5 separate regions of the Mus musculus genome follow, and regions 2, 3, 4 and 5 are each linked to region 1. A link is a contact called in public HiChIP or PLAC-seq and promoter capture Hi-C data. All regions are on one chromosome and are shown on one strand. The core of a region is the stretch at or near the end of the contact, and the rest is flanking DNA. Distances in the headings are between cores, read along the strand shown. Region 1 holds the start of Gps2 (G protein pathway suppressor 2). Region 2 holds the start of Arhgef15 (Rho guanine nucleotide exchange factor (GEF) 15). Region 3 holds the start of Camta2 (calmodulin binding transcription activator 2). Region 4 holds the start of Pld2 (phospholipase D2). Region 5 holds the start of Rnf227 (ring finger protein 227).

Region 1 (5,404 bases), core at 963-3,462:
TGTAGCTGTTGTGCGGAGAGTGCTGGACCGAGGGGAGTTGGGAGCAGGTATCATGGAGTGGGCTGTGCTGAGGGATCTTGGGAGGAATCATGGGGCTGCCCTCACCCAGGTCTCTTCACAGGTACTACCTCCATCCTGAGCTGCCGACCTTTGAAGGGAGAGCCTGGGGTGGGATTTGAGGAGCCTGGTGAGAACTGTGCACCTCCCCGGGAAGAGCAGCCCCCTCCAGTGCTGCTCTCCCCCTCCCTTCAGTATGCCGGGGCAGAGATGCTGGCCTCCAAAGTGCAGTGAGTACATGCCGGGAGCACTAGGGGCTCAGGGCTGTGCTCAGTCACCCACCGCACCCTTCCTGCCCTGCTTGTTCCTGGATGCACCTTTACCTGTCACTGTTCCTCCTTCCCTCCCGTAATACACACGCATGCGCGCGCACACACACACATATGCACGCACACACACACAGAGGCACGGTTTCTCTATGTATCCCTGGCTGTCCTAGAACTCATTCTGTAGACCAAGTTGGCCTTGAACCTAGAAATTCTAATTCCAGTGCTGGGATTAAACACATGGGCCACAGGGAATCAGATTCCATTATAGATGGTTGTAAGCGGTGCTGGGAATTGAACTCAGGACCTCTTGAAGAACAGCCATCTCTCCAGCCCCTTTTGGTTTTTTTGTTTTTGTTTTTGTTTTTGTTTTTCTTAAAACAGGATGTCAAGTAGTCCAAGCTGGCCTCACATTCATGTTTGGTTTGTATCTGAAGCCGGCCTTGAACACTCAGTTCCTGGTTCCATCTCCATGCTGAGTGTGGATTAGATGAGTGCATCTGTAGGCCTGTTTTTCTGAATGTGTATGGATACCAAGTCTTTCAAAATATCCTGCACCAGGCAATGGGTTTGACCCCTTGTACTACCTAAACTGTGCTTGCGCATTGTAACAAATTCCTGGAGTCCTAACACTAAGTGGCAGGGTCAGTGGGTCGGAAGTTTAAGGTTGTCCTTCCTTTATAGGGAGGTTGACTCCAGCCTGGTAGAGACCCTATACTGTCTCCCAAAAGTGGGTGAAGTAGATGAGAAGTGCACTTGGAGTGTTTGGAAGACGTGAACTAGAGTGCCAGGGTAAATAAACACATGAAGAGTGCTGGGGAGGAGTTAGCTGAGCAGGCCAGGGGAGGAGAGTACTACATACACAATAGTTGGTGCTAAGCCAGTCACGGTGAACAGTATTTCCCAGAAAACAGCAAGGCCTGGGTGGAGGGGGCAGAATTAGCAGTCATGGACCTTGGGAGCCTTACTCTTCTCTCGTTTCTGCTTGGCTAACAGATTCCGGGACCCAAAATCCCAGCGGACACACCAGGCTCAGGTGGCCTTTCAGGTGTGTGTGCGCCCTGGCTCCTATACTCCTGGCCCTCCCTCTGCGGCCCTCAGAGAACTTCCTGACCAGCACTTCAGCCCATCGGAACTTGAGTGGGTCACTAAGGAGAAGGGAGCCACACTCCTCTATGCCCTGCTGGTACGAGTGGAATAAGGGGTGACATACCACTACTCCAAGCACAGCCGGGCCTCAAGCCCAGGACTCTTGAATGACGACTGCCTCCACCTCATTCCCGTGACTGAGAGCATGTCCAGTGCTGTCCTGGCAAGGAGGAGCACGTAGGCAGGCTTTGATTTAGAGCAGGTGTGAAGCACATCTCTACATTCAGGGCCCAGCACACTCCCTCTGCTGAGAGGGAGCCCAGCTCGTCTCGGGGTCCCCCCTTCATGCACTGACTTGGGGAACATGACTCCCTATTATTACCCTCCCCCATATCACTTAATTTATTTCCGTTTTTGTTTCTGGTTACTGTGAATCCCAAAGGAGTCTCTCTGTGCCCACATGAAGCTGCTTTTTCCGTGGCCACTGGGCGCCATGGGGAGGGAGTGGGTAAAAGGAAGGGCTGCCCGAGGACGCTGTGGGCCTCTGTACAGTTGTTACTGACTCTGATTTCTAAGGAGCCAATAAATACTGTCTTCAGAGCATCTGCCTCCGCCTCTGTCTCCCGCGGCCTCGCGAGTGAAGAGTTCTAGGGGCTTTATCATCCCAGGCCGCTCTGTAAATCCACATGGAGTTTGGACATCCCGGCACCCGTCTCTAAGCGCTTCCGCCTTCCCTTTCCTCCAATCGGCTGTGCCGTTTGCCGTCGTGACTCCGGAAGGATTTATCCTGGCCGCCGGATATGACGTAGAGGCCAAGGCGCGCCGAAGGCCTCGGAGAAAGCGCCGACAAGGCGGGTTGCGGGGGTTGGCGCCAGGGCTACGAGGGAGGGGCGGGGGCGCGGAGCCTAAGACCCTCGCACGCGCCCCGGCGCTGAGGCAGAGACCCCGGAGGGACGCTGGTGCCCGGGACACGTGATCGAAGTGGCGAGCGGGCGGCGGACGGGCTTCCGCTTCGGCGCGTCGCAGTCTCTCTAAGCTCCCACTTCCCTGCAGGCCCCGCCTGAGGTCTGGCAGTCAGTGAGAGTCGGGTGCCCACTGCCCAAGCGTCACCAACAGCATCATGCCCGCACTCCTGGAGCGCCCCAAGCTTTCCAACGCTATGGCCAGGGCTCTGCACCGGCACATCATGATGGAGCGGGAGCGCAAACGGCAGGGTGAGCCTGGGCCAGAGCGGGAGGACAGACACTCGGCTCAGGGTGGCCCTGCTACCCACGAACTTGCCCCCATCCACGGGCCCAGCTGTGCGCCTGCTGGCGAGGCTAAGAGGGAGGCAGCGGCGCCTTCGGGGTGTGAGTGAAGAGGCCCAGTCTAAGTTCCAGACCAGAACCCTGGGCTGGGAAGGACCTTGGAGAGCACCTAATGAAGCCAAGTTCTCCCTGTGGCTGTGATGGAGTAACTGGTTTTTGCTGGTCTTCAGTCTAACGCTCAGCTTATTCACACCGCCTTGCCACTTCCCCGTTCTGATTCTTCAGAGGAGGAAGAGGTGGACAAGATGATGGAACAGAAGATGAAAGAAGAGCAGGAGAGAAGAAAGAAAAAGGAAATGGAAGAGAGAATGTCACTAGAGGAGACCAAGGAACAGGTAAGTAGCCTCTCCACACTTGTTTCTCGATGCCTTCTTTTCCCTGCTTTAGCTGCTCGTCCCTCTTCCAGATCCTGAAGCTGCAGGAGAAGCTTTCTGCTCTACAGGAGGAGAAGCACCAGCTTTTCTTGCAGCTCAAGAAAGTTTTGCATGAGGAAGAAAAACGGAGGCGAAAGGAACAGAGGTGTGATGAGATGGCTAAAAGTAAAATTGTGCAGTGGCACAGGTGACAATCTAATAGCAAGAGGCTAACTGACCTGTCTTCCTTCCACTCCAGTGACTTAACCACTCTGACATCAGCTGCATACCAGCAGAGCCTGACGGTTCATACAGGAACCCACCTCCTCAGCATGCAGGGTGAGAGGACTGAGGAAACCGCCTAACAGGGGAGTTCTCCAGGAGGTCGCTGCCTATTTTAGCATCGTGAAACCTCTCCCCCTTTCTAGGGAGCCCTGGAGGACACAATCGCCCAGGTACTCTGATGGCAGCTGACAGAGCCAAGCAGATGTTTGGACCACAAGTGCTTACGGTGAGGGAAAGGTTTTTTGATTTTTTTTAACTCTTCAGGCTGGCTTTTTAAGTTACTAGCCAAGACTAGTCTTGAAATCTGATCCTAACTCCATGTCTCCTCCTTCTGTGGATCAGTACTGTTAATCCCAATCATTCAAGAACAAATATACCAAGCATGTGTATGTAGGAGCTGAGCGTAAAGGCATATATATATACATATGGGGTTTTTCCTAAGCAGTGAGCTTTCATTTCCCCTTAGACCCGGCACTACGTGGGATCAGCAGCTGCTTTTGCAGGAACCCCAGAACATGGACAATTCCAAGGCAGTCCAGGGGGTGCTTATGGGACTGCTCAGCCCCCACCTCATTATGGGCCAACACAACCAGCCTATAGTCCTAGCCAGCAGCTCAGAGGTGAGTGTTGTTCTCCTCAGACTAGGGGCAAGAAGAGCAAGAGCATCAAACCCTAACAGATCATCTCCCACCTTCCTCAGCCCCATCAGCATTTCCTGCAGTGCAGTACCTATCTCAGCCACAGCCACAACCCTATGCAGTGCATGGCCACTTTCAGCCCACTCAGACAGGTGAGATCCCCCTGGGCAGGAGCCCTACCTTCAGGAGTCCTACTGCCACCTGCTCATTTCAAACTCTCCTCCCCTCAGGGTTCCTCCAGCCCGGCAGTACCCTCTCTTTGCAGAAACAGATGGAGCATGCCAACCAGCAGACCAGCTTCTCGGACTCAGTGAGTATGGAGTCCTGGGAGGCCAAGGTGCTAAGATGAGGGGAGCCCCAGGATGCCTCCCTTTAAGGTCAGCTTTGTCTCCTAGTCTTCTCTGCGGCCCATGCACCCCCAAGCTCTGCATCCAGCCCCTGGACTCCTGGCTTCCCCCCAGCTTCCCGTACAGATACAAGCAGCAGGGAAGGTAAGGCTGGCAATCAAACCTACATATACTACCAGGGAAAGACTAACCTCTTACTGTAACTGTCCCCTCCCCCTTGTGCTGAGTGCTGGAATACCTACCCACTGATAAAACTCTTATCATTACCAGTCAGGCTTTGCCACCACCAGCCAACCTGGCCCCCGACTCCCTTTCATCCAACACAGCCAGAACCCAAGATTCTATCACAAGTAACCACCAGAGAGCTCCAGCCCACCCTCCATCCCTCAGGCTGGGGTCTTATGTGCCCCAAACCAATAAAATGTACAAAATGTACCCACCATCATGCCTGAGTGCTGTTTATTTGCTTCCTATCCAACTGCCTAAACCACAAAGGCTACTATGAAGTCTCAGCATTTCTAGATTCTAAAAGTACCTTTCAATCAACAAATAAACAACTGAGTTGGGGGCTTCATATTAAACTTGTAGTTTTATTCAGGTTTGATTTTTAACAAATGTGTCAGGGAGAGAGCCCACAGGAAAGGGTAAAGCCCGTGGGGGCAAGGCCTTCCCAGATGCCTGAGGAGGGATCGTGTCCCCTCCCCCCCTCCTCTTCTCACCACCCCTACAGGGGTTTGGGAAGAGACACAGGCAGGGAAGGGGCTGGTCCCCAGTCTGTACAGTGGTGCTTGGGGGTGAAGGACTATGGAGAACAGGGGACCAGATCGGGGATGAGTAGGATAAAGGGCACAAGACCATTTACCAGAATCCAGCTTTCTGATTCCAAATTGAATTAAAAAGAAAAAAAGGAGAGGGGAACCTAAACCACAAGCAGTACCCAACTCCCTTTCCCCCATCAGGGCTGCGAGAGAAGAGGCAGGGAGTTTCACCAAGGCCATGGCTCCCTCATTCCTGGCCAAGGGAGCTAGGTGAAGGGCAGGGTCTCCCCGACAGTTTGAGGGG
Region 2 (5,404 bases), core at 885-3,384, 960 kb before region 1:
GGGGAAGTCTGAGAGTCCAGGCTGGTTCTAGAAACTGAGGGAGGCAGAAGAGCAGGGGGCTTCAGGGAAGCCGTGGGGGGCTCCCAGAAGATGGAGGTGCACACTGAGGCCGATGCATCATTGGATATTTGAGGAAGTGCTTTCGGAGAGGAGCCATTGTGGAGAGGCCCCGGGGAGTGTGGAGCCCTATGCCGAGATGGGGGTCGGGGGCGGATGATCCGAGGGGGCTTCAAGGTAGGGGGCGTTGCTGCAGGAAGAGACTGTGCAGACATCGTCTTCTGAGTGTTTCCAAGGAGTGGGGTGTTCTGCGGAAGTCATCCCCTGAGGAGGGTGGAAAGAGAAAGTGCCCCTTATTGTCCCCTGGGTGGAGAGACTGAGGCTGTCTGAAGCCACGTTTTTTTGTTTTGTTTGTTTTGTTTTTGTTTTTAAGTCAGGAGAGAAGGCTGATACATTTCCCTCCCTTCTCATCTCTACTGTCTTCTCTCTTCACCCCTCACCCCTCCTCATTCTGCCCCTGGACCTTCCTGGGCAGCTTTTCCTTTTTAAAGACAGCATCTCTCATTCAGCATCCCGGACTGGCCTCAAAACTTCTGTTCCTCCTGCCTCCGTCCTCTGGAGCTGTATCACAATGTCCAGCTTCTCTAGGATTTTTGCTGCCACAGTCAAGCCAAGAGGACGGGGGGGGGGGGGGGGGGGGAGGTAGGGACAGGCCGTTGGGGAGGATGGGGAGGCAGGGGTAGCAAGATTCAATGAGGAGAAATCACCTTGCTGGTGTAGTTGCTGTGTGTAGGAGTTTATGTAAGCGGGTGTGCGCTGTTAACCAGGGCTGGATGAGTGAGAGTTGAGTGTGCCCTGGGAAGCTGTGTTGTGGAAGAGTGGAGTCAGTCGTGGCTGGTCACAGACACATCAAGAAATATGTGGTTCGAGCACTGTGTGTGTGTGTGTGTGGTGTGTGCGGTGTGTGTGTGAGAGAGTGTGTGTGGTGTGTGTGGTGTGTATGTGTGTGAGAGAGAGAGAGTGTGTGTGGTGTGTATGTGTGTGTGAGAGAGAGTGTGTGTGTGGTGTGTATGTGTGAGTGTGTGTGTGTGGTGTGTATGTGTGTGTGTTTGTGTGGTGTGTGGTGTGTGTGAGTGTGTGGTGTATGTGTGAGTGTGTGTGTGACAGTGTTGTGTGGTGTGTATGTGTGAGTGTGTGTATATGTGAGTGTGTGTGTTTGTGTGTGTGCGTGTGGTGTATGTGTGAGTGTGTGTGTGAGAGTGTGTGGTGTGTATGTGTGTGTGAGTGTGTGGTGTGAGTGTGTGTGTGGTATGTATGTGTGTGTGAGTATATGTGTGTGTGAGTGTGTATTGTGAGTGTGTGTATGTGTGAGTGTGTGTGTGAGTGAGTGAGTGTGTGTGTGTGTGTGTGTGTGTGTGTGTGTGTGTGGTGCAGGAGCTGAGGGATGCATCACTGTTTCCCTACTCTGGCTGCCTCTCCTCCCCCCTCCCATTTCCCAGTTCCTCTCTCCGGACTCTCCCTTTCCGGATTATTTTTAGTCTCCTTTTCCTGCCCTGAAGATTCCTGGAGCCTCTGACCCCAGGAGACCAGGAGGCCCCAGCCTGGTCTCTTCTGCTTCCCATCCTCTTATTCCTGCCACACCTGGGTCTGGTCATAGAAAGAGGCTCCAGTTTGACTCTGGGTCCTGTCTAATGCCAGGGAGGTGGCTACAAGTTCAGGCTGAGGCACAGAACCAGCAGCCCAGGGACGGTGGGACCTGTGCTACTCTACCTCTTGAGGATCAGGAGGATGGGGAGAAGAGCTGGGACACAAGAGAGCCTCTAAATTCCCTATGGCAGTCAGAAATCATAGCCTTCCAGTCCCAGGTTAAGTTGAGAAAAGATGGCTATCAGGAACCCCTTAGATTGCAGCTCACTCAGTGGCCCCTGCATGGTGCCAATAAACCAACCAGTCAGTGTGGTTACCCAAGCTTGGCCTCCTGTTCCCCAGTCTCTGCACCTTCAGGGAACCCACCCTTCCCCATACCGGGTACCGCATGTTACTTCCTTACCCACTCCAGAATGAGCCCAGAGAGTCGGGGGACCCCAAGCACTTACCCTCCAGTTCCCTCCACTCCCAGTCACCTCCGAGAGCTGAGTGAGTAGGGGCAGGAAACAGGAATCCGATCCTCCTCCCAACCGGACACCACCACCCCCAGCCACACCAGGCTCCACATGCGCACACCGGGCCTAGAGGATGTGAGGAATCCGGCATCCAAGATGTTGGAGGTTAGAGAAGACTGGCACGCAGGTATGCAGAGGAGGCTAGTTTCCGATGCACCCTCACCTGTACTGCTGCGTGGCGGGAGGGGTGTGTGTGTGTGACGGTGCGGGTGTGTGTGTGGGAGGGTGTTCAAATGAGGGTGGGCAGCCCTGGGCAAGCTGGGCTGGCAGAACGGCATGACCATCTTCATGCCTCCCTCTTAGCTAAGGGATGTCTGGCTTGCACAACTGTCTACGTCCCCATCTTCCAACCTTGGTGTGAGCCAACCACACTTTGCACTGAGGGATCCTCTCTTCTCCACCCTCCCCCACATCTGCAGAGGCCCCACCCCACCCCACCAGGAATTTACCTCTATGGTTTGAGGTCGTTTTTTTGTTTTCAGCAAATCTTTCCCCTGTCCCTTCGGAGCACCAAATGCCGCCCAAACTCTCCAGATAACTGTTCCTGCGTCTCTGAGGCGGGAACTGAAGGCCCAGATTTCCATCTCCGCAGAGGAAGCCAGTGCCTTGGCCCCACCCAGCCATTGTGTCAGACCAGGGTTGTGAGTGTTGAGGGTGGTGGGGAAGGGGATCCCCTGGATCTGTAGAGTGACTTGCTGCTCACTATTCTGTGTTCCCAGTTCCTCGGGAGGCCCCAGCTCTCAGTGTTGCACTGGGAAGCTCCCACAGCGAATGTCCTGGAAGTCAATGCTGGGGGAGAAAGGAGGGAGGGAGACTGGTGGGGGTTGCAGGGGCAAGTTCCTGTCAGATGTTACTCCGTGGGCACACATCAAGACACTGGGAAGAAAAATCAGGTAAGCTTGTATTGAAAGATGGTTTAAACCCCTTCTTGCAGAAAGCCAAAAAACCTAGTCTTTCTAAGGGACCACACAATCTGCCCTATTTCCCAGCTTCTCCCTTCAGGCCTATTCCTACCTTAGGATTTTTGGAGTTCTCCTAATGCCTGAAAATCTTCCCAGAAATCTCCCTGAAGCATTTCTTCATGTTCTCTGGGCAGCTGGAAGGAACCCTCTCAAAGAGGTCTGTTCTGGCTACTCTAAAATTTCAATCCACTGGGCTACCTGGTCAGGTCTTGTCTCAAAAAAAAAAAAAAAAAAAAAAAAAAAAAGAAAGAAAGAAAGAAGAAAAAAAGAAAAAAATGGAAAGGAAAGGAAATCCAGGCTGGAGGTGTGAGCTAGCAGTAGCCCATTAAAGTGGTTTATGAGGCTCCGAGTTCCATCTGAGTGCTGCAGAGTGAAAGAAAGGAAACTAAGGGGGCTACAGAGAAGGCTCAACATTTAGGAACACATCCAAACAGACTTCCCACAGACAGCCTTTTCTAGCCTCCAAGGGCACCAACATGCATAGCACACATACACACACACACAGAGGCACATAACTGGAGATAATCAAGAGGAAGGAAGGAAGGACTGAGAGATGGCTCAGCAGATGAAAGCACTGCTGCTATTCCAGAGGACTCAAGTTCAGTTCTCAGCACCCACATTGGGTGGCTTACCACTGCCTGTCTCTCCAGCTCCTGGGGAATCGAACACCCCTGGCTTCCATGAGCCTCAGTGCTCACATGCACATAGCCATAGAGAGCAAGCACGCACATATGCATACACCCAAATAATTTTATATTGTTAGAAATAAAATCAGAAGCCGGGCGTGGTGACATATGCCTTTAATCCCAGCACTCGGGAGGCAGAGGCAGGCAGATTTCTGAGTTCGAGGTCAGCCTGGTCTACAAAGTGAGTTCCAGGATAGCCAGGGCTACACAGAGAAACCCTGTCTCGGAAAACCAAAATAAATAAATAAATAAATAAATAAATAAAATAAAATCAGGTGCCAGGCATGGTGGCACACACCTTGAATCCCAGCACTTGGGAGGTGGAGGCAGAGGCAGAGGCAGAGGCAGAGGCAGAGGCAGAGGCAGAGGCAGAGGCAGGTGGATCTCTGTGAGTTTGAGGCTAGCCTGGTGTACAGAGCAAATCCCAGGATAGCCAGAGACTCTGTCTATAATAAACAAACAAACAAACAAATAAATAACAAGGGGAGAGGTAAGTAAGAAGGAAATAAATAAAGGGGTAAAAAGAAAGATGGCTGGTACAAGATCCTCCTACTTGTCCAGCAAGCGCTGTACTTTGAGTCATCTCTCAGCCCCAGCATCCCTTTCTCCCTCGTGATCATCCATGTTCCATCCCACATGCTGAATTTACAGACTGGGGCTTTCCTCTTTCTATTACAGGCCACCATCCCAGTGCTTGAGAAGTGTAAGTAGGAGGCAGGGGGATTGTGAGTTCCAGGGCATCCTTCCTAAGCTACAAAGCCAGACTCTTGCCTTAAAACAAACATACAAGCCGGGCGGGCTAGCTGGACTCATTTAGTCTTCAAGCTTCGGTTTGAGTGAGAGACCTTGTATCAATATACATAAGGCAGAGAACAATGAAGACAGACAGCCAATGTCAACCTCTGGCTTCTACACACAGGTGCACTCATGTGCACATGAGACAAAATAGAGTGACAGAGGCAGGTGGGTCTCTGAGTTTGAGGCCAATCTTGGTGTACAGAGTAAATTTCAGGGCAGCCAGGGCCACACAGAGGAACCCTGTCTCACAAAAACAAACAAACCAAAACACATTGTCCTCTGACCTCGATATGTGTACGCTGTGGCACATGCCCCTTCATAAACACAATAATAATAATAAATTAAAAATTGAAGTCTTAAAGGAAAGAAAAAAATAAATTGCAATGCACTATATCATACCATATTATCAAACTTCCTGTGTGTGTGTAAAATGTATACTTTTATGTGTTTGCACGTGCGTGAGTTTCCATGAATTCAGATGCACATGGGTGCACCTGTGTGTAGAAGCCAGAGGTTGATGTGAGCTGTCTGTCTTCATTGGTCTCTAAATTATGTATATTGATATGAGGTCTCTCACTCAAACCGAAGCTTGACAACTAAATGAGTCCAGCTAGCCCATTTACCTGAGAGGTCTCTGCCCCCTAAGAGCCAGGAGCAGCCCTTGCATTAATCTAAACTCAGGTCCTTGCTCTTGTCTAGCAAGCACCTCACTCTGGATTCATCTCTCAGCCCCAACATCTTCCTTCCATAGCAATCATAGGTGTACCATCGCATATGCTGAATTTATGTGCTGTGACTT
Region 3 (5,404 bases), core at 743-3,242, 770 kb after region 1:
GAAGACACTCCAGCAATTTCTTGGGGAGGAAGATCTTCAGGTGGTGGCTATTCTCTAGAGGGGACCGGAGGAAGAGCCTTGTTAGAGGCAAAACAGAGGAAGAGAGCCAAATATAATCCAGAACCCTGGGGAAACTGTAACCAGGACAAGAGACAAGGGGAGCAAAGACTCAGAGGGCCAGAGAGTAGCAAAAAAAGGCTGTGTCCAAACTGAGAACCCATTTTGTGAACTTACCAGCAACCTCAGTGGTGTCCTTGGTATTCATGGTGAAGGTTCCAGGGGGCCAGGTCACCCCCGGCCTGAGGGGCCGGGGGGAGGGGGAGTCTGTGCTGGAAAAGGAGAGAATAAGGTCATGGAAGAAGCCCCCACATTAACCCAAGATGAGGAGCTTGGTGTGATAAAAGGGGTTTAGAACTCAGTGCTGACATCTGGGAAAGATGAAGAAAATGTGGAACTAGAATGTGACAGCAGAACCAGAGAACAGAGATGAAAGAACATAGTACCAGGAACCAACATGAGTGGGGAGACAAGACAGAACAGGGTGCTCAGAAGAAAGGGATGAGTGGGGGATGCTCACAGTGCTGGAGCATTCCCTAGGGCAGGAAGCTGGATCCTGCATGTCTAACCTAGATTCTCACAGGCCCTGACCGACCTGAGAGAGAGTAGGTGAGGTCAGTTAGTAGATCTATTTCTCCACGGAAAAATCAAACAGAAAAAAGAACTCAGGGTACGTTTAGGAAGGGAGAGCAAGGCTAGAGGGAAGGGTAGGCAAGTTGTGAGAGCTGGGGCTCTGGTCCTAGGAGGAGGATGGCTTGGCAAGAAAACCTGGATGCTGAAGGAAAGCAGATCTAAGTCCAAGTCCGGTAACAAGCTGGGCCTTTGAAGACACACCCCAATTTCCTTCTCTCTCTGACTTTTTCTAAGAGGAAGGGTAGAGCTGATAACTGACCTCATGTGCTCTCTCTCAGGTTGGTCAGGGGCTGGGAGAATTTGGAATAGACATGTTGGAGTAAGCTTCCGGGTGGGACATGCCGGCTTCCTCTTTGCAGCTAGAATTCTACTTCACCCTAACACTCCTATTTCCCCAACCTCTGCTTCTTCTCTGGCTCCCAGCCTACCATATCCCCTCTACTGCTCTGGCTCCAGCCTGAGCCTCCGCCCTCTTGAGGAACAGATGGGAGCTGGAGGAGGCTCTCTGCGCGGGTTCTGCCAGGTGTCCGGGGATGGAGAGGGGGTGGAAGCCCATTCAGGATCGGATCGGAGGTGTGCAGAGAGGCTAGGGTTGGGATAAAAAGTCCACCCCAGGGTGCAGGTGCGCAGCTCTGGCTAGGCAGTTTGCCAGGGTGCAGAGCTGGAGCCGGATGAGACTGCGGGCCTGAGAGCGGTGGTCTAAGACTGTCGCCGGGGGTGGGATGCTCTCCCCAAAGGGGGCAGGGGTCCTGGGAGAACCCCGGAGGTGGGAGGGGGTCCCGCCCGCAAACCCGGATGTTCTGGAGAAGCAGCTGAGCAGAGTTCATGAACACCTGGCAGCAAGGGGCAGTGCGGGAGACCGGGGAGGGGGTCTGGGGACTCTCCCCGCACTCTCTGATCCGTGAAGGGGCCCTGCGCCTAGCGGCGCCCCCTGGCGCGGGGAAAGAGGACGGAAGCGGTGAGGTGGGGGCAAACGGGGTGGAGGGACGGTGGTCCCCAGCGCCGCGCTCCACACCCGGGCCGCGTGGAGCTGCGCCCCCTGGCGCGGGGGCGGAGAGGCGGGCTAGAGGCCCTGGCTCTTACCTCCCGGGGTCCCGCGGGTGACGGCGGCAGCGGCCATTCTACCCCAAACCGACCCCCCCTAGCGCCGGCTGACAGCGGCGTTCGACGTCAGTGCGCACGGGGCGGGGCCTCCCAATTAAGGGAACGGGGGTCGGGAAGGGAACCTGGGGTCAGCACACTTGGGACTCTGGGCCAGTCTACGAGACGCGCTGCTGGACCGTCCCTAAAGAGGCAATAGCGCTGAGGAGAACCGGGATCCGGAGGCGGAAGCTCGGCCGATTGACGTGACTTGTGGGCGCAGGAGGATGGGGCGTGGGCAGAGGTCCAGGGCCAGAGCCCTGGAGGCAAAGGAGAGTGCTTGAGAATGCAGAATTCTTCTGGCCTCGGGCGAGACTCGGCAAATTTAGGGACCTAGCCTAACTTCATTGTCCTGAATCCTCAAAAAAATCAACGGAGTCCGCCTTTTCATTCCCCTTCCATCACTACCTCGCACAGAAACAAGACTATTTGGTGCTCTTTAATAACAGAACAGAGAGAACACAAGACCAGGTTCTGGCCTAGAGAAAAACCCGGCTGCGAGTGTACTGGGCAGTTAGATAGGAACTCAAGTGGGCTGTGAATGCCTACGCTATGGGATGGAGACAACAGAGATAGAAAACATCCGCTCTGAAGCCAGCACTAGGGAGTCCTGATGTTTGAATTGATCTTGGGTCCCGTAGCTTGGGCCTGGATGATTTCCCACTACTCCTCAGACTCCAACTCCATCGCCTGGGGATCGTAAACGGGGTTCTTTCTGGCTGTAGCAGTGCTGTAGGTCAAAGAGCTTAGCTGCCCAGAGGCATAAGTCCCCTGCTGGCCTACAGGAGTCCAGGGAGTCCAAAGCAGCTGTAGGTGAGAGCAATTGAGAGCAAGGGGATAAGAAAAGCAAGAATGGAAAAACAGGACTCTCTCCAGATTTCTTAATTGCCAAATTCAGGCACATACCCTCAAAAGCTCAGTTTCTTGACCACTTTTCGTCCTTAAACCAGCTATCCTACCTGGCTCTTGGCTTCTGCCACATCCCCATTTGATTATGAATTGACTTCCTCCCTAACCTTACTGTGTTCCTCTCCAGTTTTACCTGATCTCTGGGAGTGACAGAATAAGTCTCTTTCTGTGGATAGGTTGCCCTCTCTTCTTCCACGTCAAAGTATTTTGTAGTGCTTAGGAGTTCAAAGCCCTCTTCAAGTGCTGGAAGTTCAGGTGTAGCATCAGAGCTGCCCCACTGGGCCCTCTTCAGTCTGTGGAGACATTAGATGGAGGAGACTAGTGCCTGGAGGTCAGTCTTCCAGTCTCTTCATCCCTCACCCCTGGCCTGAAGCACTTCTTGCTGAGAATCACAGGTGCTACCACTGACCTTCAATTCACCCCAACTTTTTGTTCTTCACAGACAAGAATTTTTGATCCAGGGGCCAAACAGTGACCCCCAATTAACGATGTGCTTTCTTGTAATCATGGGCCATGTCACGCCTTCCAGCTTATATGACTTCCATCCCTCAATTGCTTCTTTCCATACTATAGAAATCATGTTTGAGAGTCAGCAAGGTGACTTAGCAGGTAAAGGTATTGGCCACCAAGCCTGATGACCTAAGTCAGGACCCAAATGATGGAAGGAGAGAGCCAGTTCCCATAAATTGTCCTCTGACCTCCACACACATGTTGTGGCATGCACTATATAAGTATATACATAATTAAATGCAAAAAAATAAAGAAATTATATTTCAGTTACACCAAGGACATGGTTCCTTTGTAAGTGCCAATGAATTCTCTTAAAGCTCTTAACTATGCTGCCTCTCTCTAATCCCTGCTTGGCTTGCAGAGGCCCATGCCACGCCTCCTTACTCATTGATGATTCCCTGGCGCCTTCTCAGGTCCTCCAGATGATAAGTAACTGCTCTAACTCGGGCTGGAATGCTTCCAGGTCCCTTCTGCATTCTTTCCAAATGCAGCTTCTTTCTCTTTCTTCTCCAAAGCTTCTCAGGAGGAGGGAGCCCCTCAAGAGGGTGCAGGCTAGGCCGGGAGCAATCAGTGGCCCTCTGTGTCAAGAAGGAAGAATAGTTGCTAAATATAGATAGATGTCAGTTTCAGGGAAACTTGGGCTGGAGAATCTGGGGTTTTTTGGAAGCTTAGGTATGATCTAGAAAACAGGATACTTGATTTACAATAAAAACAGGGCCTGGTTAGTATACTGGTTGGGAAATACCAGAGAGAAATGGTAATAAGGATAGGAAGGCAGTGGGTATAATTTTAACAGAAGGCTGAGAAGCAGTTTGTCCTACCAGAATTGGTGGAATGTACTGTTCTACCATCCAATTGGAGCTGAGAAGAACAAAAACAGGAGCTGGAGTCAGAAAGGACACTCTGATAAATATCATTTCTCTTATAAACTCTCCTAACGACCTGTTGGAGCTACAATTTGCACCAAGTAGTGTGAAATGACTTCCAAATGAGGGCTCGCTGCTGTAAGGATTTATGATCGTTAAAAACTGCATAGCCTCGACTTTCCACCTCCAGTTCCTGGTTTTTCCTACTCACCTAGACCTTTGGCTAAGATTCTCCCAGAAGGCATCTCCATACGGCTGAGGCATTGGTCTGCGATTCTGGGGAGGCAGGCTGCAGGGTGAAAATCGGCTGACCACTCTGGAACACCTGAGAGAGAACAAGGTAGACTCTTGCCTGCATCATCCCTTAAAGCAGTGGCTCTCAACCTGTAGGTCTCTATCCTTTTGGTGGGGCATCAATGGCTCTTTCACAGGAGTCTCTTAAGACCATAGATAATAACAGTAGCAAATATACAGTAATGAAGTACCAATGAAAATAATTTTATGGTTGGGGCTCACCACAAACGAGGAGCTGTATAAAGGGGTTGCAGCATTAGGGAGATTGAGAACCACTGCCTTAGAGAATCTACTCACCACTGGATTCAGGGGGTTCTTTTCATGGGACCATACAGCTGTCCACGTGCTTGCAAGCCATGTCTTTTCTTTTTTTTTTTTTTTTTAAAGATTTATTTATTTATTATATGTAAGTACACTGTAGCTGTCTTCAGACAGCCCAGAAGAGGTCATCAGATCTCATTACGGGTGGTTGTGAGCCACCATGTGGTTGCTGGGATTTGAACTTCGGACCTTCAGAAGAGCAGTCGGGTGCTCTTACCCACTGAGCCATCTCACCAGCCCAAGCCATGTCTTTTCATTCATCCTCTCCATCGCCTTTCCTTTCCTCCCTCCCTCCCCTACACTCTCTTCCACCTCTCTTTTGAGGCAGGGTCTCACTATGAAGCTCTGGCTGGCCTGGAACTTGCCATATACACTAGGCTAGCCCTAAACTTAGAGATCTGCCTGTTTCTTCCTTCTGAGTGCTGAGATTAAAAACATGAATGCTTATTCTCTTCCCTCTTTAAGACAGGGTCTCATGTATCCTAGGCTGGTCTCAAACTTGCTCTGTCACAGAGGATGACCTTGTACTTAAGATCCTCCTGCCTCACACAGGTGGAAAGATGGTTCAGAGGTTAAAAGCACATGCTGCTCTTACAGAGGACCCAAGTTCAAATCCCAGAACCTAGGCTGGGTGACTCACAACTGCCTGTAACTCCAGATCTGTGGGATCCAAC
Region 4 (5,404 bases), core at 1,309-3,808, 630 kb after region 1:
TCTGCCTCTTGATGCTGACATTAAAGGTATGCACTGCTACCATCCGGCTCCTTTCCACTTTCTGCTTGTTAGCAATAATGCTGCTCTGAGCATCTGAGTATACATTTTTCTGTACATATGCTTATATTTTAGGGGAGAGGGGTCAAGACAGGGTCTATGTAAACTTGGCTGTCCTGCAACTCGCTCTGTAGACCAGGCTGGTCTTGAACTCATGGAAATCCACCTGAGGGGCTGGAGAGGTGGCTCAGTAGTGACGAACACTGGCTGCTCTTGTAAAGGACTTAGGTTCGATCTCCAGCATCCACATAACAGCTCACAACTGTAAGTAGTCTGGTCCCAGGGTCACACTGTCCTCTTGCCTCCACAGGTATTAGGCATGCACATGGCACACATACACACATGCAGGCAAAGTACTCATGCACATACAAAGGAAACAAAACAAAACAAAAAAGAAAAAAAAATCCACCTGCTTTTGCCTCCCAAATACTGAGATTGAAGGCATGAATGACTACTGCCCAACTGGATTTTTTTTTTAACTTAAAAAAATACTTTGTGTGTGTATGTAGGGTCTAGAGGAAAAGACAGCAGATCTCTTGTGAGTTTGAGACCAGCCTTATCTATATATAGTGATTTCAAGACCAGCCAGGACTACATAGGGCAGTGGATCTCAACCTTCCTAATGCTGTGACCCTTTAATACAATTCCTCATGTTGTAGTGAGCCCCAACCATAAAAGTATTTTCATTGATATTTTATAACTGTAATTTTGCTACTGTTATGAATTGTAATGTAAATATCTGATATGCAGGATATCTGCAGGCTGAAAAACCACTGACATAGAGGTATCCTATCTAATATATAGATATGCACATATGTATTAAGGTTTTTAATTAGGAAAAGATGAACAGATACTTTATCAAGATACTTAAGCATATGTGTAATGGTTTGTATATCCTCAGCCCTGGGAGTGTCACTATTAGAAGGTGTGGCCCTGTTGGAGTAGGTGTGTCACTGTGGGTGTGGGCTATAAGACCCTCATCCTAGCTGCCTGGAAGCCAGTATTCTGCTAGCAGCCTTCAGATGAAGATGTAGAACTCTCAGCTCCTCCTGTACCATGCCTGCCTGGGATGCTGCCATGATCCGGCCTTGATGATAATGAACCTCAGAACCTGTAAGCCAGCCCCAATTAAATGTTGTCCTTATGAGGGTTGCCTTTCATGGTGTCTGTTCACAGCAGTAAAACCCTAACTAAGACAATAGGAAATACAGTTAACGCTGTTAATATTCAGAGATGTACAATTAAGACTGCAGTGGTAAACCTTTCAGACCACTCTAATGGATAACAGGAAGGATCTATGGAATTGAATGTGCACCGTGCTATGGAGCAGCTACAACAGAAGTACCATACACTGGTTTTTAGAAATATAAAATAGAAGAGCCATTTTGGAAAGTTTTTGTATTTAATTGTTTTCTCTATTTTGGCTTTGTGTGTATAAATGTTTTGTGTGTGCAGTGGCCACAGAGGCAAGAAGAGAACATCAGATCCCCTGGGGACTGCTTGGTGAGCAGCCATGTGGGTGCTAGGAATCAGACTCAGGTCCTCAGCTCATGCACAGAGCCATCTCTCCAGCCCCGGGGTTTGTTTTTTCAGCAGTGTTTTGCTGTGTAGCCTCAGCTGGTCTCAATGCCCAAGCTTCACAATACTCTCTCCAATTCTCTGTGCTGCTGAGCTACAAACTGCCAAGCCCAGACCTCGACAGCAAACAGTAAGTTAAACATACACTTATATGACCCAGTAGTTCCACTCTAGTTGTTTACAGAAGAGGAATTAAAATAATAAGTCCACAAAAATGACTGGCACATAAATGTTTATTGGAGGTTCATTTCCAGTGAACAAAACCTAAAACAATTCAAATGATGATTCAGCGGAAATTTGGAAGGGAAAAAAAGGACAGCCTTTAGGATCTGGGGAAAAAAAGTTTTTTCCAGACTGAAATTTACAGGCGATTAGGTTCCAGGTTCCGAAATTGGTCTGTTATTGTCGCTCAGTGTCGGGCTAATCACTCCTGCGTTAAAAGAGCGTTTCAAGAATGAAGAATGCGATTTCTCATACAGCAACGAACTTGGCAGTCACTCGGCTTTTTATGCTCTTATTACCTTCCATCAACAAAGGCTATCTGTACCGGGCCCACCAAGGGGACATCTGCAGGTCCTCGCAACCCAGGCCGTTCTGCCCGGATTCCAGGCAGTGCTGGGGACCAGACTACCCAATGGCCGCGCGCGCGCGCGCGCGCAGTAGAGGAATGTGCACTACGTGGATCGCACACTGGGGGGTGCTGGACATAGCCAGCAGGTGCCCCGAGGGCAGCTGGAGGAAGAAGACAGCCCTGGGGAGTGGGCGGCCTCCGGAGTGGGCGGCCCGGGCCCGGGCGTCTCTAACGCAGGGCGGGCAGAGGACGGCGGGGGCGGGACCCAGTCGACGCGACAGTCGTGGAGGTGAGCCCTGGGGGCCTTCCCGCCCCCCGAGGGCAGGCTCTGAACCCCGGCCCCGCCCCGGCCCTCTGGGGTGTAGGCTCCTGGCTGAGTTCTGCCTGCTTGCGAACCCGCACGGGCGCCGGGGTCCGCATCCAGGGTGCGGGGGCCCGGGACGTGGCGCGGCTGAGGTCCGGAGCCCCGGGAACCGGGCGGGGACGCTGTCGGGCTGGAGCTGCAACGGCCTTCTGACTCAGCCGCTCGTCCAGATTTCGGGATCTCTCTCCTGGGCGGGGAGCGCGCAACTTCCTCATTCCCGCCCGGACCCTTGCTTCCAGCCAGTCTGACCTGACTTCGAGCCTCGCTGTCACCAGGGCTCCTCCCTTGGACTTAACCTCGCCCCAGTTCGAGGCCATCCCACCTTAGCTAGGTGCTTTTTTGGACCTGAATTTGGAATGAGAAGCGGGGCTGAGAGGCTCTGGTTGAAGGCTGGGGGAGGGAATGGAGGTTGCAGGGGTGGGTGTTAGAGGGGCGTCGGTCTACAACCCTAGACGTTGAGAGTCACTGAGTAAGACGGGAGAGGACCGACCGGGGGCGTTGGATGGGGAAGGGGTGTTTCTGTAGGGCGAGTCCCTTCCTGAGGCTTCCTCATATTCCTAGGATGACTGTAACCCAGAAGAACCTCTTTCCCTATGGGGACTATCTGAACTCCAGCCAGTTGCACATGGAGCCAGATGAGGTTGACACTCTGAGGGAAGGAGAGGATCCAGGTATAGAGGGAGATGGCTCCCAGAGAGGGGAGATAGGGATCTGAGGCCTCCTGAGATCTTTACACCCTTGGGTTGTTTTGTTTTTGTTTTGCTTTTTTCCCCTCCCAGCTGATCGAATGCATCCCTATCTGGCCATCTATGACCTTCAGCCTCTGAAAGCACACCCCTTGGTGTTCGCCCCTGGGGTCCCTGTTATAGCCCAGGTGGTGGGCACCGAAAGATACACCAGCGGATCCAAGGTCAGTCACCAGCGGATACCAGGGAAGGCGAGAGAGGGAGTCCTGGCCCAAGTGGAGGCCTGGGTTGGGCCAGAAGACATATTTTAGATTTTCATATCCCCAGGTGGGAACCTGTACTCTATATTCTGTTCGCTTGACGCATGGTGACTTTACCTGGACAACCAAGAAGAAGTTCCGACACTTTCAGGAGCTGCATCGGGACCTCCAGAGACACAAAGTCTTGATGAGTCTGCTCCCTTTGGCTCGGTGAGTAGAACTCGGTTGCTTCCCGTGAAAGGCAGGTACTTCTCACCCCATGGCAGCCTCACTCACTCCTGTCTGTCTGACTCTTATCCCCTGGGCATTTTCCTTCCTCAGCTCTGTGCCGTGCCCCCTCCCTTGTCCCTGGTTCCCAGGAAACTTTCCCTGCTTGGATCTCCTCCATAGTACTGTGCCAATATTTTAGCCAGGCTGGATGCCCAGAATTGTCCTTAGCAACCCCCTCCTCCCAGTTGTCTCCATTCCCAGGACAGAGACCCTTTCTTTCTTCTGCCTTTCTTCTTTCTTTCTTTCTTCTGCTAGCCTTTCTTCCTCCAAGGCCCCGTCTCCAGCTCCTTCTTGAGTCTTCTCTCATCTCTGTAGCTTTGCTGTGACCCATTCTCCAGCCCGAGAGGCAGCCGCCGAGGATATACCCTCCCTACCCCGAGGAGGTTCTGAGGGCTCTGCCAGACACACAGCCAGCAAACAGGTATGCAGCAGGTCCTGTAGCAAGGTGTGCAGTATGCAAAAGGTTCTGGCTACATCTGTTTCTTTTCCGTCTCCCTTCAGAAATACTTGGAAAATTACCTCAACCGCCTCCTGACCATGTCTTTCTATCGCAATTACCACGCCATGGTAAGGTCCTGGATGCCTGGGTGGATCCTTCTCTCTCCCTCCTGTTTTTATTTTTTAATTAAAGATTTATTTATTATATGTAAGTACACTGTAGCTGTCTTCAGACACTCCAGAAGAGGGCTTCAGATCTCATTAGGGATGGTTGTGAGCCACCATGTGGTTGCTGGGATTTGAACTCAGGATCTCTGGAAGAGCAGTCAGTGCTCTTAACTGCTGAGCCATCTCTCTAGCCCACCTGTTTTTATTCTTAACAACAAAACAAAACAGGGTCTTACTGTAAAACCTGGGCTAGCCTTAAACTTTCTGTGTAGACCAGGCTAGCCTTGAACTGACCTAGATACACCTGCCTCTGCTCCCAAGTGCTGGTATTAGGTGTGTGCCAACATACCCTAGGATGCTTGTGTTTTTTGAAGTAGATGAGGATCATCAGATCCCCAGGGGACAAAGGGTGCAGAGTTAGTAGGGCAGGGGAGGCTGAAAGCCAAGTCTCCCCCTAAACTTATTTCTTCCTCTGCAGACAGAATTTCTGGAAGTCAGTCAACTTTCCTTTATCCCAGACCTTGGCTCCAAAGGACTGTGAGTGTGGGAACTCCTTACCCAGCCTTCAGCAGGCATAAGTCTCCATCTTCCTGCTTGAAAATAAAACTCGGTACAGTGTGCCTAGGGTCCCCAATGATCTTGCTTGTCCCTGTAGGGAAGGGGTGATCCGGAAGCGCTCGGGCGGGCATCGAGTTCCCGGCTTCACCTTCTGTGGCCGAGACCAAGTTTGTTATCGATGGTCCAAGAGGTGAGCAAGGGCTGGAGCTAAGGCATCAGTGGGCAGGAAGAGGGAGACCTGGAGGACCTGGATGATACCACACGGCCCTTCCGCTCCAGGTGGCTGGTGGTGAAGGACTCCTTCCTGCTGTACATGCGCCCGGAGACCGGCGCCATCTCATTTGTTCAGCTTTTTGACCCTGGCTTTGAGGTCCAGGTCGGAAAAAGGAGCACAGAGACGCGGTATGGGGTGAGGATCGACACCTCCCACAGGTGAGGCTTCCTGGCTATGAGA
Region 5 (5,404 bases), core at 1,653-4,152, 570 kb before region 1:
TCGGAATCCCAGCAGTTTGGGGACCAGATATCCTGATACACAGATCTGGAAAACCCTGTCCTGAGCACGGTGGTTTCTGAACCTGGGCATGGTGGTGCGTGGTTTTAACCCTAGCACTTTGAGGTAGAGGCAAGCAGATCTCTGAATTTGAGGCCAGTCAGGTCTACATAGTAAGATTCTGCCTCACAAACAAACAAACACCCACTAGCAACAACAGGAAAAGCCAAACAAGGAGAAAGTGAGGATGCCTAAGGTTATCCTCTGATTTTGACACATGTGCCATAGCATGAACCACACAAAAGAATCCACATGCATGTACACACATAGATGTTGTATAGACAACAAAGATGAAGACTTACCATCAATTGAAGATGGTTTTATGCATATGTGTATGGAGGTGCTCATGGAGTCTAGAAAAGATTCAGATCTAAAGCTGGAGGTACAGGCAGTCGTGAGCTGCCCAACACAGGTGCTGGGAACTGAACTCGGGTCATCTGAAAGAGCAGCAGGTGTTCTTAAGCACAGAGTCACCTTGCCAGCCCCCTGAAGATATTTAAAAATGTGAGGCACACCTTCCCAAAGAAAAGTTCTACAAAAGGTGTGAATTATGACAGTGTCATTGGAATAAGTGAGTAAGTTCTCCCAAGTGACCATGAAAGCCATCAAACTCCTAAAATTTTAATGTCTGCTTAAAAACCATGATAAACCAAAGCAGGCCATGAAGGCACACACCTGTAGTCCCAGCACTTGGGAGGCAGAACAAGAAAGATCAGAAGTCGAAGGTCATTTGGAACGTGTAGAGTCCCAAGCCAGCCTGAGTTACATGAGGCCCCCAGTCTGCTCTTTATTTATAGAGGACGCAGCTTTGTTGCCAGAACCCATGCTGGGCAGTTCACAACCACATTCGACTCCAGCTCCAGGAGATGGGACAGCTACTTGGATTCCAGGGGTTCCCGAACTCATGGGCACACACCCACACAGACCCACAAACATACATCACTAAAAATAAAACAAATCTTAGGTAAATCTCACCAAGAAGATTATTTTCCAGAAACCATAATCCTGGTGCTCTGGAAGCTGCGGTAGGAGGACTGCCCTGATTCTGAGACCAGCCTAGGCTACATAGTAGGTTCCAACTTAGACTGGGCAAAAGATTACTGTTGTTAGGCATGGTAACAATAGCCTTTAATGCCGGCACTCAGGAGGCAGAGGCAGGCAGATTTCTTGTGAGTTTGAAGTCATCCAGAACTATATGAAAAGTTTCAGCCCAGCCAGGGCTTCAGAGTAAGACCCTGTCCCTAAAACAAAGATTACCCTCAAAGATTTTAGCTTTAAAATGCTAATGTTAAAAACCAAAACCAGCTCTATCTTACCTGTGATGGGCCGGTAAATGCTATACCATGTAAAGAAACCCATCTTGTATTAACCAAGAGATGGTGTATGGGAAATACTGGGTACAGAGAAGTTACAGAGAACACAAAGCCGGCGTGGAGCCAGGGATGATAAGGATAATAACAGCTGTTGCTTATCTGATGTTTACTGTGTACCATCAGGCACCATTTAAAGCACCTTACAAACACAAGCTCTTTCCATCCTTACTATTATTACCCACACTTTGTAGATGAAGAAATCAAGGCCCAGAGAAATGAAGTAACTTGTCTGTGGGTGTCACAACTAGGATTTGTTCTTGAGCCAGCTGTGTCAAGACTGTGTTATTATCCTCCGCAACAGAGCCTGGGTTCGAGAGGCTGAGGAGGCAGCTTGGGTGTGGGTGCCACACCGTGAGGGAATGTGGGCTGTGAGTACCACGTCCTGTTTACCTGTGGGAGAAGTCAGACCCCTGAGTCAGAAGTCACGCAGAGCTGCTTCGTTTCCACCATCATGCTGTGTGGGTGTCCAAGTCTGGATACTCCGGAAGGAAAAGATTCCCAGCATTCCTAAGGCCATGCTCCTGGAATCTAGGTCCCTCCTTGTGCTGAGGTGTTAGCTGGACTCAAACTCTCAGAGGGGGTAGGGGGAGGAATTTGAGGGAGCCAGCCTTCCAAAGAACCCAAGAGGCCATGTATAAAAAGGAGAGGCGAGGGCAGAGTGAATTATGGCTGGGCACAATCCAAACATCCAGAAGACCAATTAAAACTGGGCAGAACCAACAGTAAACCTGGCATATGTTGCCTGTTTGTGAGGGGAAGGGCAGGAGGGGATTGTGAAAGAGTATGAACATGTGACAAATAGGCCAACAGGGCCATATAGACTTGTGCTAGTGACTGTGTGCAAGAGGAGACCTGGACACCTGCATCAGGTAGGTTTAAGTGACAGCGCTAGTGTTTTGCTGGGGGTGAGGAGTCCGCCATGGAGGCTGTGGGTGGAGCGTGCCCCCCTCTTCCCTCGGGTAATTCTGGCATTGTCCTGGGCATTCAGCCCGCTGCATCCCCACTCGCAAGTCCAGCCTCGCGCCTCTGCCGCCCCAACGCGTGCCTCGGAAGGGAGCGGCCCATCTGCGCGTGACGCCTCGAGGGCGGGGCCTCACTATTAAAAGGGGACAGAGGCGGCGGCGCGGGCCCCAGGCCCCTGCCCTGGCCCAAGGAGGGCTCATTCGTTCTGTATCCTAGCCGCCTAGAGATCGAAGCCCTCGGGCCACGGTGACCACGATGCAGCTCTTGATGAGAGTGCCCTCTCTTCCCGAGCTGGGTGAGCTGGACTGCAACATCTGTTTCCGACCCTACAACCTCGGGGCCCGTGCGCCCCGCCGCCTGCCTGGCACGGCGCGCGCCCGCTGCGGCCACACGCTGTGCACAGCTTGCCTGCGCGAGCTGGCAGCGCGGGGCGACGGCAGCCGCACGGCCGCGCGCGTGGTGCGCCTGCGCCGCGCTGTCACGTGCCCGTTCTGCCGCGCGCCTTCCCCGCTCCCGCGCGGCGGCGTCACGGAGATCGCGCTAGACCCTGTCTTGTGGTCACGGCTGGAGGAAAAAGCCCGGGCTGAGCGTGAAGGAGACCCGATGGGGAGCCCGGCCAAAGACAGCGGAGAGGATGGAGAGGACGACGACGGGGAAGCGGAGAGCGAGAAGGGGGCGGGACCTCCAAGTGCGGGTTGGCGCGCGCTTCGCCGAATTTTGGACAGGGTCCTGGCGCCGGCACGCCGCTTGCGGCGTCCGTTGCCTAGCAATGGTGAGGGGCGGCCTAGGGAGGATACTGGGTACATTGCACCGAAGAATGCTGGGTCAAGTTGCATCCTCCTGTTGCCACTAACCCTTCTTCTTTCCTCCAGTGCTCTACTGTCCAGAGGTCAAGGACATTGCCCACATGACCCGTTGTACGCTGTAACCAAGGAACCCCAGAGCTATGGCAGAAAGCAGGTGGGAGCAGCATCCTCAGGCGTGCTCTGACACAAAAGGTTGATGTCAAGACTACCTGGAAATCAAGGCTGATGCTGGAATTGGTACATGCGTGATGGAGATGGAGCTCAACAGAAAGGACCCTAGATGGTGTGGATTCTGAGCGGCGAAGGCTCCTAGACTGTGCCAGCATTATATTTTCAGGATGGAGTGGCCAAGGGATAATAGAAACAAAGCCTACCATAATGTAGGAAGAAAAAAAAAATAACAAAGCTTTGGCGTTTGTTCAGAGTCTGTGGTGTAAGCAAAGGATCCAATTTTAGCAGTGGTCTGTGGTTGACAATGTGTACTGTGGAAAAAAGGACAGGACAGGGGATAAGCTAATTTATATGTCATGTCAATCTCACTTATCTGGTTGTGTTTGCTGGCATGCCATCTTCCCACTCTTGTTACCGTGCTCCAGCAATTACTGAGTTGACTCCCTGCTTATGATTGGGAATCTTGCATATACAACCTCCCTTCAGCTGGATAGGGCAGGTATGAAAACATCCAAGGGGCATTTATTTACATGAGGCCTTATTAAAGGCTTATCAAAGATGGGTGAGCCATTTGATAAAGGAAGCAAAATTTAGGCCTTTGTTATCTTTACTGACTCTGTAGCAATACTGGGGAAAAGAAAAAAAAAGATGCTCACATAATTTTAATTTGTGTCCCATAATGGGACATTGTTTACTGTATGTAGTTAGTTCTATTCTAAAGTCCTGTAAATATCTTACTGTAGACTTAAAATCAAGACCAGCAGTGTTGGTTGGTCTCACAGCTTGCTAGAAATGCAGAATTTCAGGACCCCAGTCCACATTCCCCGGTAGTTTTAGAATCCCAGGTATGTGTATGTAAGTTAAGAATCACTGGTTTAGCTCTTAGTCACTCTGAGATGGCATCATCAGCTGTAGGTGGAACATTTAAAACACTAGTGACGCATTAAAGTGCCAAAGTGACATTCTTTTGAGAAAAATTTTTCTGAGCTACAAATGTGAATTTACAAGGCCTCAGTTTTCAGAGGTCTTCAAGATTTTGTTTTTAATGACAAATAATGTATGTAGTTCTAGGGTATAAACCTCCATTTGTAAAATGTTTTGTCTTTTTCCTGTCCTTCGGTTCCAGCTGAAATCTCCCCTTTTGGAGGCCAGCATGCATCTGTGGGAATGTGTATGTTTTCTCTATACGTGTTGCCAAAGGGAATGCTATGTTTATTTTCTGCTATTTTATGTTTTGAGTATTTCTAGAGTATAAATTTCAAGTGACTATCTCCAGAGCCGATAGCAGTGTTAATGTTATATGTATTCAAAAAAAAATGTTTGCTGAATTTATTTTGAATGTAATAGTCTCTAGAATAAAGTATCTGGGCTCATTCAATCTGTGAAAGACTGTTATTGAATAACGTTATTGACTAAGACGGAGTTCTGTCCAACAGTTCAGGGACACCACAGTCATCCCAGTTCTTTAAAACAAAATAAAACAAGGTGTCTGCTCCACAGTGGAGCTGTGGTGCTGTGGTGACCTCTGCTGACTCTGGGGAGGTGGCTTTCAGTGTCAGGCAGGCGGCTCCCTCTGCTCTTGGCACCTGCCTTTGGGACCTCAAGGATCCTACCACTCACCAGCTCTGTGCTGAGCTCATCCTGTGCTTAATACTGGAAAAAGGTCTTATTCTGGTGAATGATTCAAGAGATAAAAATGCAGAAAAGTCACAAAGTAGAAAAGGGATTAGTAGCTGGGCGGTGGTGGCGCACGCCTTTAATCCCAGCACTTGGGAGGCAGAGGCAGGCGGATTTCTGAGTTTGAGGCCAGCCTGGTCTACAAAGTGAGTTTCAGGACAGCCAGGGCTACACAGAGAAACCCTGTCTCAAAAAAAAAAAACAAAACAAAAAACAACAACAATGCAAGGGGCCCCCAGGGAACCTATTAAGATGAAACAGTACAAAGCAGTCATCCTTACTTTACCTCCACACAAAAAATTCCCCTCCCCAGGCAAAAATGACAGCACGCAGAAAGGAAAGTATAATTTATATGTA

The links. Promoter capture Hi-C pulls out the DNA fragments that hold promoters and counts their contacts. HiChIP or PLAC-seq counts read pairs in DNA pulled down with a chosen protein or histone mark.
Region 2: an H3K4me3 HiChIP or PLAC-seq map of bone marrow-derived macrophages shows a contact between it and region 1, with 11 times the contacts expected there. The contact joins the promoter of Arhgef15 here to the promoter of Gps2 in region 1. A contact is called at or near these places in 1 of 39 promoter capture datasets (pre-B cells) and 1 of 115 datasets of contacts at active chromatin or transcription factors (bone marrow-derived macrophages).
Region 3: a contact with region 1 is called in an HNF4G HiChIP or PLAC-seq map of pancreatic cancer cells. The contact joins the promoter of Camta2 here to the promoter of Gps2 in region 1. A contact is called at or near these places in 4 of 39 promoter capture datasets (the HPC-7 cell line, cranial neural crest, embryonic stem cells and 1 more) and 2 of 115 datasets of contacts at active chromatin or transcription factors (bone marrow-derived dendritic cells and pancreatic cancer cells).
Region 4: a contact with region 1 is called in a promoter capture Hi-C map of liver, with 2.7 times the contacts expected there. The contact joins the promoter of Pld2 here to the promoter of Gps2 in region 1. A contact is called at or near these places in 2 of 39 promoter capture datasets (both in liver), 2 of 115 datasets of contacts at active chromatin or transcription factors (bone marrow-derived macrophages and pancreatic cancer cells) and 2 of 9 other capture datasets (liver and pancreatic islet).
Region 5: a promoter capture Hi-C map of liver shows a contact between it and region 1, with 3 times the contacts expected there. The contact joins the promoter of Rnf227 here to the promoter of Gps2 in region 1. A contact is called at or near these places in 5 of 39 promoter capture datasets (hippocampal neurons, liver, pre-B cells and 1 more), 1 of 484 Hi-C or Micro-C datasets (embryonic stem cells), 1 of 115 datasets of contacts at active chromatin or transcription factors (pancreatic cancer cells) and 1 of 9 other capture datasets (adipose tissue).

Annotation. Positions count from the first base shown.
Region 1 is chr11:69,911,808-69,917,211 of GRCm38.p6, forward strand. It overlaps Gps2 (G protein pathway suppressor 2), which reads left to right and starts at 2,213. Exons shown (of 10, transcript NM_019726.5): 1 at 2,213-2,626; 2 at 2,945-3,054; 3 at 3,126-3,238; 4 at 3,332-3,411; 5 at 3,501-3,583; 6 at 3,824-3,977; 7 at 4,058-4,147; 8 at 4,226-4,305; 9 at 4,391-4,486; 10 at 4,613-4,787. The coding sequence starts at 2,533. The coding sequence ends at 4,696. Neurl4 (neuralized E3 ubiquitin protein ligase 4) reads left to right here. Exons shown (of 29, transcript NM_001013414.3): 27 at 1-47; 28 at 122-287; 29 at 1,320-2,017. The coding sequence ends at 1,524. Eif5a (eukaryotic translation initiation factor 5A) reads right to left here. Exons shown (of 6, transcript NM_181582.4): 6 at 4,905-5,404.
Region 2 is chr11:68,954,753-68,960,156 of GRCm38.p6, forward strand. It overlaps Arhgef15 (Rho guanine nucleotide exchange factor (GEF) 15), which reads right to left and starts at 2,135. Exons shown (of 16, transcript NM_177566.4): 1 at 2,094-2,135; 2 at 1-321. The coding sequence starts at 272. Gm32273 (predicted gene, 32273) reads left to right here and starts at 2,235. Exons shown (of 3, transcript NR_168013.1): 1 at 2,235-2,286; 2 at 2,642-3,052.
Region 3 is chr11:70,686,113-70,691,516 of GRCm38.p6, forward strand. It overlaps Camta2 (calmodulin binding transcription activator 2), which reads right to left and starts at 1,993. Exons shown (of 23, transcript NM_001190376.1): 1 at 1,774-1,993; 2 at 235-329; 3 at 1-54. The coding sequence starts at 265. Inca1 (inhibitor of CDK, cyclin A1 interacting protein 1) reads right to left here. Exons shown (of 7, transcript NM_001252484.1): 3 at 4,327-4,440; 4 at 4,071-4,110; 5 at 3,634-3,827; 6 at 2,873-3,032; 7 at 2,249-2,637. The coding sequence ends at 2,494.
Region 4 is chr11:70,537,714-70,543,117 of GRCm38.p6, forward strand. Pld2 (phospholipase D2) reads left to right here and starts at 2,559. Exons shown (of 25, transcript NM_008876.3): 1 at 2,559-2,901; 2 at 3,132-3,241; 3 at 3,350-3,480; 4 at 3,584-3,726; 5 at 4,102-4,207; 6 at 4,288-4,353; 7 at 4,871-4,929; 8 at 5,048-5,140; 9 at 5,230-5,382. The coding sequence starts at 3,133.
Region 5 is chr11:69,337,894-69,343,297 of GRCm38.p6, forward strand. Rnf227 (ring finger protein 227) reads left to right here and starts at 2,903. Exons shown (of 2, transcript NR_027827.2): 1 at 2,903-3,165; 2 at 3,266-4,748. Chd3 (chromodomain helicase DNA binding protein 3) reads right to left here. Exons shown (of 40, transcript NM_146019.4): 40 at 5,380-5,404.